2 separate regions of the Ovis aries genome follow, and region 1 is linked to region 2. The links are chromatin contacts, called in public Hi-C maps. All regions are on one chromosome and are shown on one strand. Each heading gives the region's core, a stretch centred on a gene start, on an enhancer-like site or on the middle of the called end of the contact. The rest is flanking DNA. Distances are from core to core; before and after follow the strand shown.

What was found. Hi-C and Micro-C count contacts between places; a contact is called where the count stands out from the background.
Region 1: a Hi-C map of blood shows a contact between it and region 2, with 8 times the contacts expected there. The contact joins the promoter of EBF1 here to the enhancer-like site in region 2. A contact is called at or near these places in 15 of 16 Hi-C or Micro-C datasets (blood, hypothalamus, liver and 7 more).

Annotation. Positions count from the first base shown.
Region 1 is chr5:68,271,264-68,277,913 of ARS-UI_Ramb_v3.0, forward strand. EBF1 (EBF transcription factor 1) reads right to left here and starts at 4,259. Exons shown (of 16, transcript XM_012178874.5): 1 at 3,244-4,259; 2 at 1,004-1,160; 3 at 392-455. The coding sequence starts at 3,377. LOC121819668 (a long non-coding RNA gene) reads left to right here and starts at 4,433. Exons shown (of 3, transcript XR_009600725.1): 1 at 4,433-4,753.
Region 2 is chr5:67,866,649-67,873,211 of ARS-UI_Ramb_v3.0, forward strand. EBF1 (EBF transcription factor 1) reads right to left here. Exons shown (of 16, transcript XM_012178874.5): 16 at 1-2,270. The coding sequence ends at 2,239. Among named protein-coding and RNA genes, the nearest start is that of EBF1, 410 kb to the right of the region's middle. Within about 2 kb of position 2,898, at least 2 of the 54 cell types and tissues checked have an H3K27ac peak or open chromatin away from gene starts, as enhancers often do.

The sequences.
Region 1 (6,650 bases), core at 3,009-5,508, 410 kb after region 2:
TCCCTTCCAAAGGCTGGAGGCCCTCTGCACGCTCTCCTGCAGCCATCAAGGCCCTGACCGCTCGAGCCCCCTGAACTCGAGGGACTTTGGGGATGAAGTCTATGCTAAGCGGAGAAGCCCGGCCTAAGAAAGCGGAGGAAAAAAACAAAGCCGCCCAGCGCGGGTTAAGGCACCACACCTGGGCCCAGGTACGCTGATGCGGCCGCCCTCGGGCCACTCAGAGCCCTCCTCAGGTGAGACCTCTTCAAGCAAAACCGGCGGGGCCACTTTACCCCGAGAATGCCAAACAACTGTGCTTTGCTCAGGGTTCTCGCCCACCTGGAGCTCCCCCAAGCCCCCTACCCTCACCCGCAGCCCCGGGTTACTGGCGTGGAGCCGACAGGAGCCTCACCGTTGCTGTAGAGGAGCTGGAGCCGGTAGTGAATCCCGTTATTGGTCTTTTCGCTGTTGGCTTCCTGGGTTGCAGCAGAACGCAAAGACATAAGAGATGCAGGAGAGGTCGGCGTGAGCTAGTGGACCGACTTCGAGGCATCTTTCCCCAAACAGGGACCCCCGGCCGGGGAGCCGGACAGGCCCGGGAGCAGCAGAAATTGCGGCCAACTATGATCCCCCCGCCGCCCTCCCGACCCTTACTGCTCCCTCTAACTTTCCAGAGAATTTCGTGGGGCGCGCACAGGCGATCCCATGGCTAGGGCCTGCGGACAAGCAGAGGCAGGAGCTGCGCGTCGTCGCGCGGTCGAGGGCGGGTTCACCCCGGAACGCTTGACCCTGGAGTGCGAAGCCGGACTCGCCTCTCTCCAGCTCCGGGAGTCGGTGCGAACTTTTCCGGAGCAGAAGCTCATGAACGGGGAGCCCAGGTTCGCCCAGAACGGGAAGTGGCTTGGGGACCCCGCGCAGGGATGTGCTATGGATGCTCTGCACTCGCGGAGGAGCGCGCCTCCCAAAGCGCCTGGGCCTGCTTCCTGGCCAGGGGGCGAGGGGCAGCGGCGCTGCGCCCACTTACTTTTTCCTTCTCCACGAACCCCACAAAGGCTGTCCTCTCGATCTCCACGGGCTGGCCCTGTCTGTCGTAGAGGGCCAGGACGAAGTGGAAGAAGTTGGATTTCCGCAGATTGGAAGGCGGCTGCTTCTCAAAGTGAGCCCGGGCCAGACCCACCCCGCTGCGGCCAAAGACGTAGAGTTAGACGGCTAAGCGGGACAACAACCTGCGACCCCTTGTCACCCCTTACACACGCGCGAACGCTCAAACAACCACCTTGTCTGCCCCCCAAAACGCCCAGTGGGCTCCCTACACGCCCCCTCAGGCTCCTCGGGCCCACCAGGCGATGGGACCAGAGTGCCAGCAACTGTCCCGTCCTCCCCGCCGAGAACCGGCGCGCCCCCGGAATTTGACGAAGAGGTGTGAAAGTTTTGTTTGGGTTTTGCACAAGAGATAAAACGCTGTACGCATTTATTCCGACTGGACTCCGCTGCGTAGGGGAGTAAGAAAAGAAGCGGTGGCTGAGGGGAACCCGATCGCGGCATAGAGACGGCCGCTGACAACTTAGAGGGTGGGATGGGAGTTGGTTCCCGCCACCCCCTCGAGTCTCCCGTGGGCAGGAGAGAATGGAGGGGAATATGCTCAGCTCCTCGCTGCAGCAGCCATCCTCCGGGAAACCTTATGTGCCCCCGGGACAGCCGCGGATGCCCGGCATCGGGAAGCTGCATGTCCCCCCCACCCCCCCAAGGAAAGCATGTGGAGGAAAAGGACCTGCGGGTGGAACTCAGAGCCGTCAGGGGTGGTCGCTGTGGGAAAGGGAATTGATTTTTTTAAAGACCTGTCCTGACAAAGTTTTACTGTTCGCAGAAATCCTCACACGCTTTCCAGAAATCCTATGAACAAGGGCTGACGGCTGAGCGCGCCCTCCCGGGGGTTGGAGCCTGGGGCGCCTGGGGCGCCAGGGGCTCAGTGAGGCCACTGACAGCTCGACCTGCCCGGACACAAGGGCTCGCGCACACACGCACGCGCCACACACAACAAACACACACACTTTCGCTTCTAGCCCGGTTACCCAACTCACTCTCACTACCAACCACCCCCATCCTTATTATCACTGGGGACGGGAACAGTGTTGTGGACACTTGTCCCCAGCCCGGAGAAGATGAGGATGATGTAATTAGTCATCTTCCTTCTTCCCCTTCCGCTCTTTCTGGGCGGGATAGAGTCTTGGGCCACCATATCTCCCACTCTCCCAAGCCCAAATGGTGGCCTGAAAAAAGGGGGGACCATTTCTCAGTTGGGACCAGGAGTCCCCAGAAAGGGCACAGAGGGTGCCCGGGGAAAGTTCCCCCAGGTCAGTCTCCTGGAGCAGTGCCTCCAGGCCATACAACCGAGCATCCCAGGAGCTGAGAGTGGCAGAGGGGCTTAGAAGGGGCCATAGTTACAGACTGTCGGGAAGACTTTCAGAAGATGTCAGAATTAAAGTTAGGAGTTGCTCTTCTCCGGGTGGACCAAGAAAAACTGAAAACTACAAAGAGGAAAGGAGCATCAGAGGAGAAATAAGATGATTCTAGGGGGAAATGTAAAGAGAAAAGGAGTTAAGAGAAGGGGAAAAGAGGAAAGAGGGAGAAAGTGAAGAAAGAAGAGGCAGGAAAGAAGGAAAAGAAGGAAGGAGAAGAAAGGGGGAAAGAAAGGAAGTGAAGAAAGGAAAGGAGGAAGAAAGAAAAGAAAGGGAGGAAGAGAGGGAGCAGGAAAGGAAGGAGAAGGAAAGAAAGTTTTCAAGTGAGAGAAAAGGGTAAAAAGAAAGAAAAAGAGGAGGAAGGAAAGGAAGAAAGAGGAAGAGAAAGCAAAGAAGAAGCAAAGAAATGAAAAAAGGCAAATAAATGACAGAAAAGCGGAAAAAAATGAAAGGAAAGAAAGAAAAGACAGCCGGCCAGAAAAGAAATAGCAATCACAGAAAAACACAGATATCCAACATCACGCTGGTGAGAGCCTCTTCTGGCTTAAAACAAAATGAAAACAGTCACAGACCAGGCAGGGTAAAGTGCCGGTAAATCGTGGGCTCCTCGCAGGCAGCTCCTGGCTCTTCGGCCGCAGGCAACCAAGACCTGGCGGCCGGGGAGCGCGGAGCCCCGGAGGCTAGCAGAGCCCAGCCGTAGACGCTAGAGCGCGGCTCGACCCCGCGGCGGCCACTGCCGCTACCGCCGCCCGGCTTTGCTGCTCGCGGCTTGCCTCCCCGGCCGCGGTCCCCCAGCGGTACCCACCTCTGCGCCGCCGTGTTGGCGTCCAGCACCCCGGCGCCCTGCATCCACGTCCGCACCGCGTTCATGCCGCTGCCCAGCGGCTCTTCCTTCATGCTGCTTCCACTCCGTTGGATGCTTTCCTGAATCCCAAACATGAAAACAACCTTTTCTTGTGGAAAATCTCCTCCCCCTTGAAAATTTGAAAAAAAAAAAAAAAAGGCAAAGAAAACGCCAGCCAGAGATTTTTTTTTTTTTTTTTTGAGTCGATGAACTCGCGCTAGATCAAGGCGGGCTGGAAAGCAAATTTTTAAAAAAATGTAAACCTTCTCTCAAAATTGAGCGATAACCCCCAAAAAGAGAGAGAGAGAGAGAGAGAGAGAAAAGGAAGGGAAAATCCAACAAAAAGACCAAAATAAAAAAAATAGAGATGTGTGCTTGGCTGTTGGGGGTTGTTTGGTTGGTTAATTTTTGGTTTGGGTGCTTTTTTTTGCTTTTTTTTTTTTTTTGCTTTTTTTTTTTTTTTTTTTTGTAATGATCACAGGCCGGTGAAGGACAGGAGGGGCTGGAGTTTCCTTTTGTAGAGGTACCGTTCACTTGAAGAAGCAGGAAGAAAAAAAAAAAAAAAAAAAAAACCCTGATGGCAATTTAAGAAACAATAGACTCAACTCGCGCTGCCGGCTTTGCTACTTCAAGTGTCATTTTCCACAACCAGGCAAGTTTTTCCTCTCTCTCTCTCTCTTTTTTTTTCCTCCTTCTCTCCCAACCAAAGATGTTTCTTTCCTTTCAGCGTGTATAGATGAGGAGGACGCTGGTTGCCGTAGACAGATACACCAGAGAGGGAGAGTAGGGTGGGGGGAAGGGGGAGGGGGTAGGGAAAGACAGAAAGAGGAAAGGAGAGGAGAGGAGAGGGAGAGAGAGAGAGAGGTGGACCCTGCTAGATAGAGATTCTGTTTTCTCCTTGCTAAAATAGAAGTGATTTGCAGGCTTTCCCTATGGAATCCAGTTTGACTCTCCCCAGAGCTAAACACAAGCACACTAACCCCAAAGGGAGGAGGCGGGGCCCGCGCCACAAGGGCCCGCCCCTTCATTTGCATAACGTCATCCTTCCGCCTCGCCGTAGCCAATCGCGGCCCCGGAGCCTCCGGGCTCTCAGCGCAGGGCCACGCTCCCTCATTAACATCCCTCACCGGGTGGCGCAGGGGAGCCGGCCAAAGTTATTTGCAAAGTGGCGAGCGAAGGATCGTTGAGTACCCGCGTCCGAGCTGCAGAGGAGCGGGGCTGAGCTGGGAAGTGCCGGGCAGAAGGGAGACAGAAGGAAGGGGAGGAGGATATTCTTCTCAGGGATTTGAGCTGGGGTCTGCATCCTGGCCATTGCAGTCCGCTTAGCATCCTCGCCGCGCTCTGAGCGCGCTCGAGGCGCACAGGCTTCGCCCTCCCAGGGTCGTGTCCTGCTCCGCTGTTCTGGGACGTCGGGGGCAAAAGTGGAGGAGACGGGAGAGCTCGGGCAGAGAAAGCAGGACGCGCATCCCAGGTGCCCACCTCTTCGCTTTGAGGAGGGGGTGGTGGGTTGGAAAAATGGGTGCGCGAGGTCGGCGCTGGGAGCTCGCGGAGGGCACTGCCTCCACGTTGGGAGAGAGGGGTGGACCCTGGGCCGGGGCAAGGGAAGCGCTGTGGATCCCCAGAGAGAGGTGGACCGGGCTTTGCCTCTAGTCAAGTCTCTGAAACACTTCTCGCTGGGCCGCTTGCCTGGAGACAGCCGGCGTTAGGCACTGGCCTCACGTGCTCACTTCTTTGGCGCATTCTGCGGGATGGATAGGTAAACGGTGGAACGAATGCTCTCACTGTAGATGTGCCAGGCTGCGTTTTAAAATTTTGCTGGCGTTCAATCCCCACCCTCTCATCTCCGCCCCCCAAATAGATTCTTCCCTTAGTGTAACTACCAAAGCAAAAACAACGTCTCTGATGAGTTACTTGGTGTAGGGTTTCTCTCTTCCTTGTTCTTTCTGTTAAAATTGGAGCTTGAACAAACCCTCCCCCAACTTCTGCCTCTGCGACCTGTCCAGAAAGAAAGATCTGGAGAAGGAGGGAATGAAGGGAGGGAAAGAGGGAAGAAGGAAGGGAAGAAGAAATGGTCCCCTACCTCAGATCTTTCAACATATATGGTTGTGGCTGGCAAAGGAAATAGCTAGATGTTTCTGGGTAATGCACCCCATCATTTTTTAGCAGGTTGTAACCTCTAATAAGCACATGGTGAACTTCTGTTTCATTGCTCTCAAAGGAACTCCCTGACTGCAGCCAAATCTGCTAAAGGCTCCTTCGGGGAAATTCTCTGCCAGAAATCCAGGTCCCCTTTCTGCCTGCCTTTCTTGGCCCTTTGATTTAGGAAGCTCATGGGGTCATTGATAGAAAAGTACATATGCCCATGTTGAATGGAATGGAGACAGGCAGAAGTTATGGTTTGTGCTCTTCACAGTGCAGGAAAGTGAGAGCCACTTCCAGACTAGTTGAAAGACTATTTCAGGCCTGAGGATACATGGCCACTGTCTTCAACACTGCTTTATCTCTTGTGCACAAAGCCTGCCCACTCTCATACCACTTAACTTGGACCACTTAATGTGCTGAGCTTTTTCCCTGGTACCATAACTAATGCCACTTCCTCCAAGATGCTCTTGAAGAGATCCATTTGACCCAGCAGGATCCCCACACCTTCTACCAGGCATTAAGTAGATGTTCCTGAGGGATATGTTGGTGGAAACACTGGAAGGATTATAGATCTGTGAAGAGGCAAAATGGAAGGCTGGACATCCATCTCTACAGTATTTAACTGTATAATTGAAACCTGGACTGCTGAAAACGTCTCAAAACTCCAAGTTTAGGCCCAAAGGGTATCTAGAGCCAACCCCTTCCCCTTCCTGGACCTCTCTGCCCACTCTGCCTTCTTTCCTGCCCTGCCTTCTCTAAAGGGATCCTTCAAAGAAGGGGGACCAGGATGCAGAGGCCACCCTCCCATCCAAGAGTCCCAGATAGCACTGGCAAAAGACAGAGATATCCCTCTCTTTAACTTCCTGAATCTCTATTTTATGCTCCAGTAAACGGTGTTCAGGACTCCAAGTGGAGTCTGGTGAGGTACAAACCCCAGTAATGAGGAACACACAATGAGGGATCAGATCACTGCCAAAGGTGACAGAGAAAGGAGAGACACAGCCACCACCCTGAGGACCAGGATCAGTGGAAGTAACTCAACAGATGGATTTCTAGAGCTGGGGTGGCGGGGGGGGGGGGGGGGGGGGGGGGGGGGGGGGGGTCAAGCAAATCTAGACACACTCTGCAAATGATGTGTTTGTGAAGGGGCCTGAAGCTGCCTCATCCAAAAGAGAAACTGGCCCAGAGAAATTCAGGCAGCCCAGTTCCTGCCTGAGAGCCAAGAA
Region 2 (6,563 bases), core at 1,648-4,147:
TTGATCTACTAGAAAAAGTTACATTATCTTAAGGTAACAAAACAGTTCTTTTGTGCTTTTCGATTTCTTTGTTTTTTTTTTTTCTTTTTTTTTCTTTTTTTCTTAGAATGTTAGTGATGACTGACAGTTCTGGTGCACAGTTACAATGTACAAGTGAAATGAATATGATTTGCATTGTTAAGGCATCCAATCTGCTGGTTTATATTTATGTGAAAGACAGAGGAAATATACAAGCAGACTTAGGAAAGAAAGTATGTTCATTGATTTCTATGAAGTTTCTCCCTGGAATTTAATGCACAAAATGCGTCACTCCAAAGGGAGAGGTTCCATGCATATTAATAGAGTAAAACAGCATTAGGGTTTTCTTCTGTAAGCTTCCAAAGCAAAGGATACATTTTTTTAAATCTACGGAACTAAATGCTACAAGAATAATACGCTACTATTTTTTGCCATAAATTGGAGAAAACTTCTTAACTTACAAATAATACAAAAATAGACAATGGCTTTTGGGTGAAAATTTAAAAAAAATGAAGCATGGTTTAAAACAATACTAAAAATAACTATAAATGAAATGTTTAAAAATCACATTGAAACAGCTAACTATAGGTGACCAAACAAATACGCACTTTTCACATAGCAAACATACACAATAAAATAAACTGGGAGTCAGAGGAAAAGGAGGAAGGGGAAAGCAATGTACAAATTCCAAAGATAAATACATTATTTATATGGATATCTTACAAAATCCCCTTTAAAACAAAAAGCCTTTTAATTAATTTTGCAAGTATGTGCAAGCTAAAGGTAGTGAGCTTTTTTTTTCCTTTGCAAAATATGCAGTAAAATCTTTTTTATGATATTGAAAAACCATCTTAAGACATTAAAATGTATAAATAGAACAACAACTTTGGCAAAAAATCACAAAAAATCTACAGTATTTATAACTACATACAAAAACACAACAGCAAAGAAAAAAATCTCAGGCAAATGCATCCTCGGAGCTTTGCTGCCTCTTCACCATTACCTTCTATTGTAAGAACACTTCCCAGATAATGAGAGCAATAATTCCCATCGAACAGAAAACTGTGTTTTGAGGTCTCAACCTTCTTCTCCTTTCTCCCAGTTTCCTTTCATTCTTGATTCCAAAGCACTTAACCCGTTGTTTCAATCTACTATGTTACAAATAGTAAGGGTCGACCAATAGAGGCGCTATCTCGAATGGGAAATCTGAAAGATCTGCTGTGTTGGAGGACTGGGATGAAGTCAGCATTTAGGATGAGTAAATTTTAACCTTGTAAATGGTGGCATGTTACTGGGATTTTGACTTGATAACTAACTGGAGGGAATAGTTTGGAATTCTGTGCCTGACCCTGTTCCATGCAGTCTTCAAAGGAGATTCTCACACAGTGTGTATGCCTCCAAGCTCTCGAGAGGCCATCGGCTTCATAAGAAGTTGACATAAGCAAAAGAGAGAGTGCTATCAGGTTTAAATATGCAGTTTTAACATCTGTCTAGAGGCACTGGATTTTGAGTAGAAGGGGAAAACGTGATCACTCACATCACTGGTTAACTTTCCAGGCTGCATTTATTTACACAGTTACTTAAGACAACAATACGAAAGGGAGAAATAAGCTTGCACTGCTGAAGGGTGGCATGTTAAGTCAGATACTGGAAATGCACTGTCCGAGTAACTACCACTTGATATGCTTTAAGGCGCAGAAGCCGACCCTTAGTTTCCTAAAAAATCTAACTGGCATTCCTATTCTGTCCCATACAAGCTTTTTTTTTTTTTTTCTTTTTTTTTAAACTTTTCTGTAAATATCACCACTTCATTCTCCTTTTACACAGCTTTAAAAACATCATAAATTAAAACATGGAGTCTTATTTATAGTGTCCCTTGTATACAGCTTTACGGTTTATAAAAGACAAGTGATTGCAGAGTTAAGCTTAAAAAAAAAAGAGAGAGAGAAAGAAAAAGTGGATTTGCTTTTATCAACACAGAATAAATATATCCCCCCAAGGAGGCGGGAGGTACAACTGTAACCAACACCCTGCGTTAGCAGATCCCTTCCAATTTCAGTATTTGCAAGGTCGGCGATATTGTTTGTTTAAAAATCTGCAGTTATTGTGATTCCTCTTAAAAAGGCCTGAGTTAAAAGTTCCACTCTGGGACTTGTATCACATTACTCTCTGTAGCAGAATCCAACCTCTTCATTAATAAAATTCTTCAAGGCAATTCTTTCACATGGGAGGAACAATCATGCCAGATATTGCTGTGAAAGAGAAGACAAGAGTCAGTGGCTTTTGTGTCCAAACTTCCTACTGAAAGAGAAAAAAGATGAGGGGAAAAAACACCCACATTACCACTATGTTCGTTGAACATTAGCCACAAATGAGCTTTCTCATCTTCCCTGGAAGGAATTTTTAATTACAAAATATGCATGTACTTCATTAAGAATGTAGTGTCATCAGTGAGTGTATGTGTCTTTAACAGACGATCCTAAACGTCCCTCCAAATCTGATTTCAATTTTAAGACATAACTGGCAAGTCAGAGTTTGAATACTGCTGGGAAAGTTAGAGCCCCATCACTTGCAAAAGAGTGGGAATTTTCAGTTTGTCACTCTTTTTTCCCCTTGCTTTCACTTCCAAAATATAAAATGAAAAACTGGTCCACCACAACAGCCAGCAATTGCGACAAAAAACCATGGCTCTGCCCGTGTCCTGTATTAGCATGAGAGCTGAGCACTGAGGACTGGAGTGGCGATTTGGGTGCCTTCACTTCAGTCCTCAGGCCTGGGGTGAGAAGCAGCCAGCTCCAGGAGATGTCATTCCCTGGGGGATGAGGAGGGAGGGTGTCCCCTATACCTCTGCTGCAGTCAAGGTTTCTGCAATGGTCTGACCATGTCTCTAGAAAACTTCAGCCTAGGAAAGCTGAAGGAGATCCTAGGCAAAGGGAAAGCTGTATAGGAGAATTAAACATCTTGGAAAGCATTGTTGGGAGGCCTCACACAGTTGTACTAAAAGAGCATGGAATCCCACAGGCCTACATTCCACTTTTCCGTTTGCTGAGTAAGTCCCCCAGAGGTGCTTGCTTGCTTGCGTGCTCAGTTGTGTCTGACTCTGCGACCCCATGGACTATAGCCCACCAGGCTCCACTGTCCATGGGATTTTCCTGGCAAGAAAATACAGGAGTGGGTTGCCACTTCCTTTTCCACCCAGAGTTGTATCCGTGAACCTCTCTGCCTCCTCGGCTAGGAATGGGGTATATTTGCTAGGGCAGTGATACTGTTAAGAGTTGTGGGAAATTTAAATGTTAACAACCAATATGAAGTGCTTAGTTCTGATAAGCTCCTGCTGCTGCTGCTGCTAAGTCGCTTCAGTCGTGTCTGACTCTGTGCGACCCCATGGACTGCAGCCTACCAGGCTCCTCCATCCATGGGATTTTCCAGGCAAGAGTACTGGAGTGGGTTGCCATTGCCTTCTCCGGATAAGCTCCTAGTGAAGACCTAATAGAGTTAGGCTCCTATTAACTTCTGCTGCTAAATTAGCTGTGTGACCTAGTGCAAACTGCTGAACTTTTCTGGGCTGTGTTTCGTTATATCAACTAGGTACTGTCCAACATGGAACACTTCACTTGATGGGTATAAGGAATAAAGGGACAAGTGCAGAGTTCAGGATGGCAACTTTGAACTAGGTGGACATGAGAGCAGTGCTTACATTAGAAGCAAGAGGCAGCCATCTTTGGCTCTCAGCGATGGCTTAGCATCCTGTCAGATGGAGAAAGGAAGTCATTGCTTTCTTTTTGTTGGCAATTCTAAATTTAAATTAATGTCCTTGTCAGTGGTGACTGCATCTAGGAAGTGACCCTCTAAATTTCCCAGCTCTCATGTCTGCAAGAATGGGCTTTTTTTAAGAGAGCCCCAAAGCCTTCAGTAGACACGGGAAGGCCAGGTGAGGCTCTGAGTGCTGTGGGCCCCACAAGCCTCTGCTTCCCCTCCCCAACCCCCTGAAATTTTCGATTCAATTTTTAAAAAAGCATTTTGCCAAACACTTTTTCCGTTAATTTTTAAACCCATCTGTATTCACAAGGAAATTTAATCCACATGTTTCTGATTCATTTACACGTAAATCATCCAAATGTTGTTTTGCAAGAGCCATTCTGCAGTCCAAAAGCTCCTAGAGTCTTTTTTGTAAGTCCTCATAAGCCATTTTTCTTAGAAACAGGAAGTGTCTCTTGCCAAATGCAGGCCAATTTAAACTCCCAACAATTTGGGATCCATTGGAAATGCAGTGCGCCCCTAAGATGCAACTGAGCCCTAGATTGCAACTGATACAGGAAGCTGGGTATTTCAATCCAAGCCTTGAGAATTCAAGATGCTGTAGCTCCAAAGGCAAGGAGGATGGACTGGGAAAGAGGGTCTTTGCAAAGTGAGAGCTCAGCGTGGTACTGCCTCCCTAAGGATCTTTTCTTCCAGGCTGAAGGTAGGTCCAGGCACCTCTACTAAAAGGCAGACCTTCCCAAGGGAGTGCTAAGACCTCTGGCAAAAGAAGTGACTTATGCCTTCCACCAAAATCTAGTCTGTGTGCCCAGCAGTCTCTTAGAGCAGAGCCTGCTCACCAGGGAGTTTCCATATGATACAAAGCAAAAGGGAAAATGGACAAAATTCCTGCTAATTTGGGTCGGTGGACCCAGTCAAAATTTATCAATGGGGCCTTAAAAACATCAGGTTTTAAAAAAAATTCTAGATGACCAGAATTAAAAACAAAAACAAAAACCTACCCAGTGTTCTGATACCCGAATAATGTGTTAAATCAGTAAGATGAAACTTTGATTACAGCCACATTAAAAGCTATAAAGCAAAGCTAACTAACATGCTGCCAGTCCAGAGCTAACAGTGTTTCTTAATCTGGGACACAGGGGTTAAAAATTCCAGCACGTCAAGAGCCCAGGCTGGCATCCTAAGTGAGCCAGGTTCCCGCTGTGGGGCCTGAGGTGGCTCAGCCAGAGTCAGGCCTTCTGTAGCGTGAGTGGCACTCACTGCTGCCACGTGAGAATGCCTACACATAGCTACCACATGTTCTGAACTACTTCCAGAGAAGGTGGAGAGGTGGATTCTCTAAAACATAAAATAGCCCAGTTTATATGTGTTAGCAAAAAGTTAAAATCAAAGCCAAATAAACAAACATACAGTCTGGGGGTGTCTAGGGGTGACTGTGGTCTGTCCCCACTTCCCTCCCTCTCCTTCATTGGTCCTCAGACTCCTCTGTGGGTCTAATGGAAGCCAGGGAACCTCTGTCCAAGAAGGCGGCTCAGAGATGCTTACACCCAGAATTTTGCACGTAACATCAGGGGGTTACTGCTCCCCAAATCTCTTCCATCACTTCCTAAACTCCAGATGCAGAACCCTTATTGATGAGTGAATTTTGGGCAAAGAGTCCTGTTTGTGGCCTCTGGGTTTAGGCACTCTAAAGAGGCCTTTTAATAAAGAAACCTCATTGCATGACTGCGGGGAAGCTCCCGGGATGTTAGGAGCTGTTTTTCTTGTGTCTGTGCCGTAATCCTCAAGATTATTTATGTGGGTGAGATGGATGGGTGTTTGAGGCTTAGAATGTTCCAGAAATGCTGCTGGCATACGGACTTGCCCAAGTGGGGCTCATGAAGATTTCCATGAGGACACAATACCCCCACACTCTCAGAGAGTAACGTGTGCCAGGGCATCACAAGACTGAAGTGGCTCTGCCATCCCCCTGGCAGCTGGGTGATCATGTTCTCTGACAGAAGCTCAAGAAAACTACTGGCTTCAGTGGCAATGCAATTTTTGATTGGATAAGAACAAAGACAAAATGCAAAGTTTTGCCGAGCTGGGAGAAATCTGGAATGAAAGGGTGGAATGTGAACTTCCTCAAACCACCACATGTGTAAGGATGCGGAGCTAATCGGGAACAGGACGAGGGGACGAGCTTGCACAAACTCAACATGAGCATCAAGCAGAAGACAATTCCAGGAGATGCGCTACCTGACTGTGGAGAGCTGGGTGGGGCCGGCCAGCCTGCGCTCCAGCGAGGTGGGGAAAGGGGAGAAAAGTAGTACTATGTGGGTATGATTTCTGTGAAATGACTCTGGCCTTTTGTTTTTAATTCTTCACTTCGGAGACTGTCTGGAACATAGGGTTTAAAATCCCCACCTTGGGGGCAGGTCCAGTGACATGGTGACAGCATTCTGGGGGCTGCCTATCTCTGAATGAAATCCTTTGAGGCCCACAATTAGATAGAATCCATGCTTCAAGGGCCCAGCTTTGGGAGAAGGGAAAGCATGTCTCCAGGACTGTAACTGAGTATATAAGGTAACTCAAGTCTTGGCCTCTGAAAACAGACACACTTGAGGAGTCTAAGATCAGGACTGACCAATGACATTTGATAACAATGGAAGGAGATGTCTCTGTGTTATTATCTTTAAATCCAAAATATGTCTAAATTTTACATAGTTTTTCATAGGATGTTCACTGGTCTTAATGGGCCAATAAGTGCAGAGAACTAAGAGGGAGACTCTTCTGTTTAGCTGCGG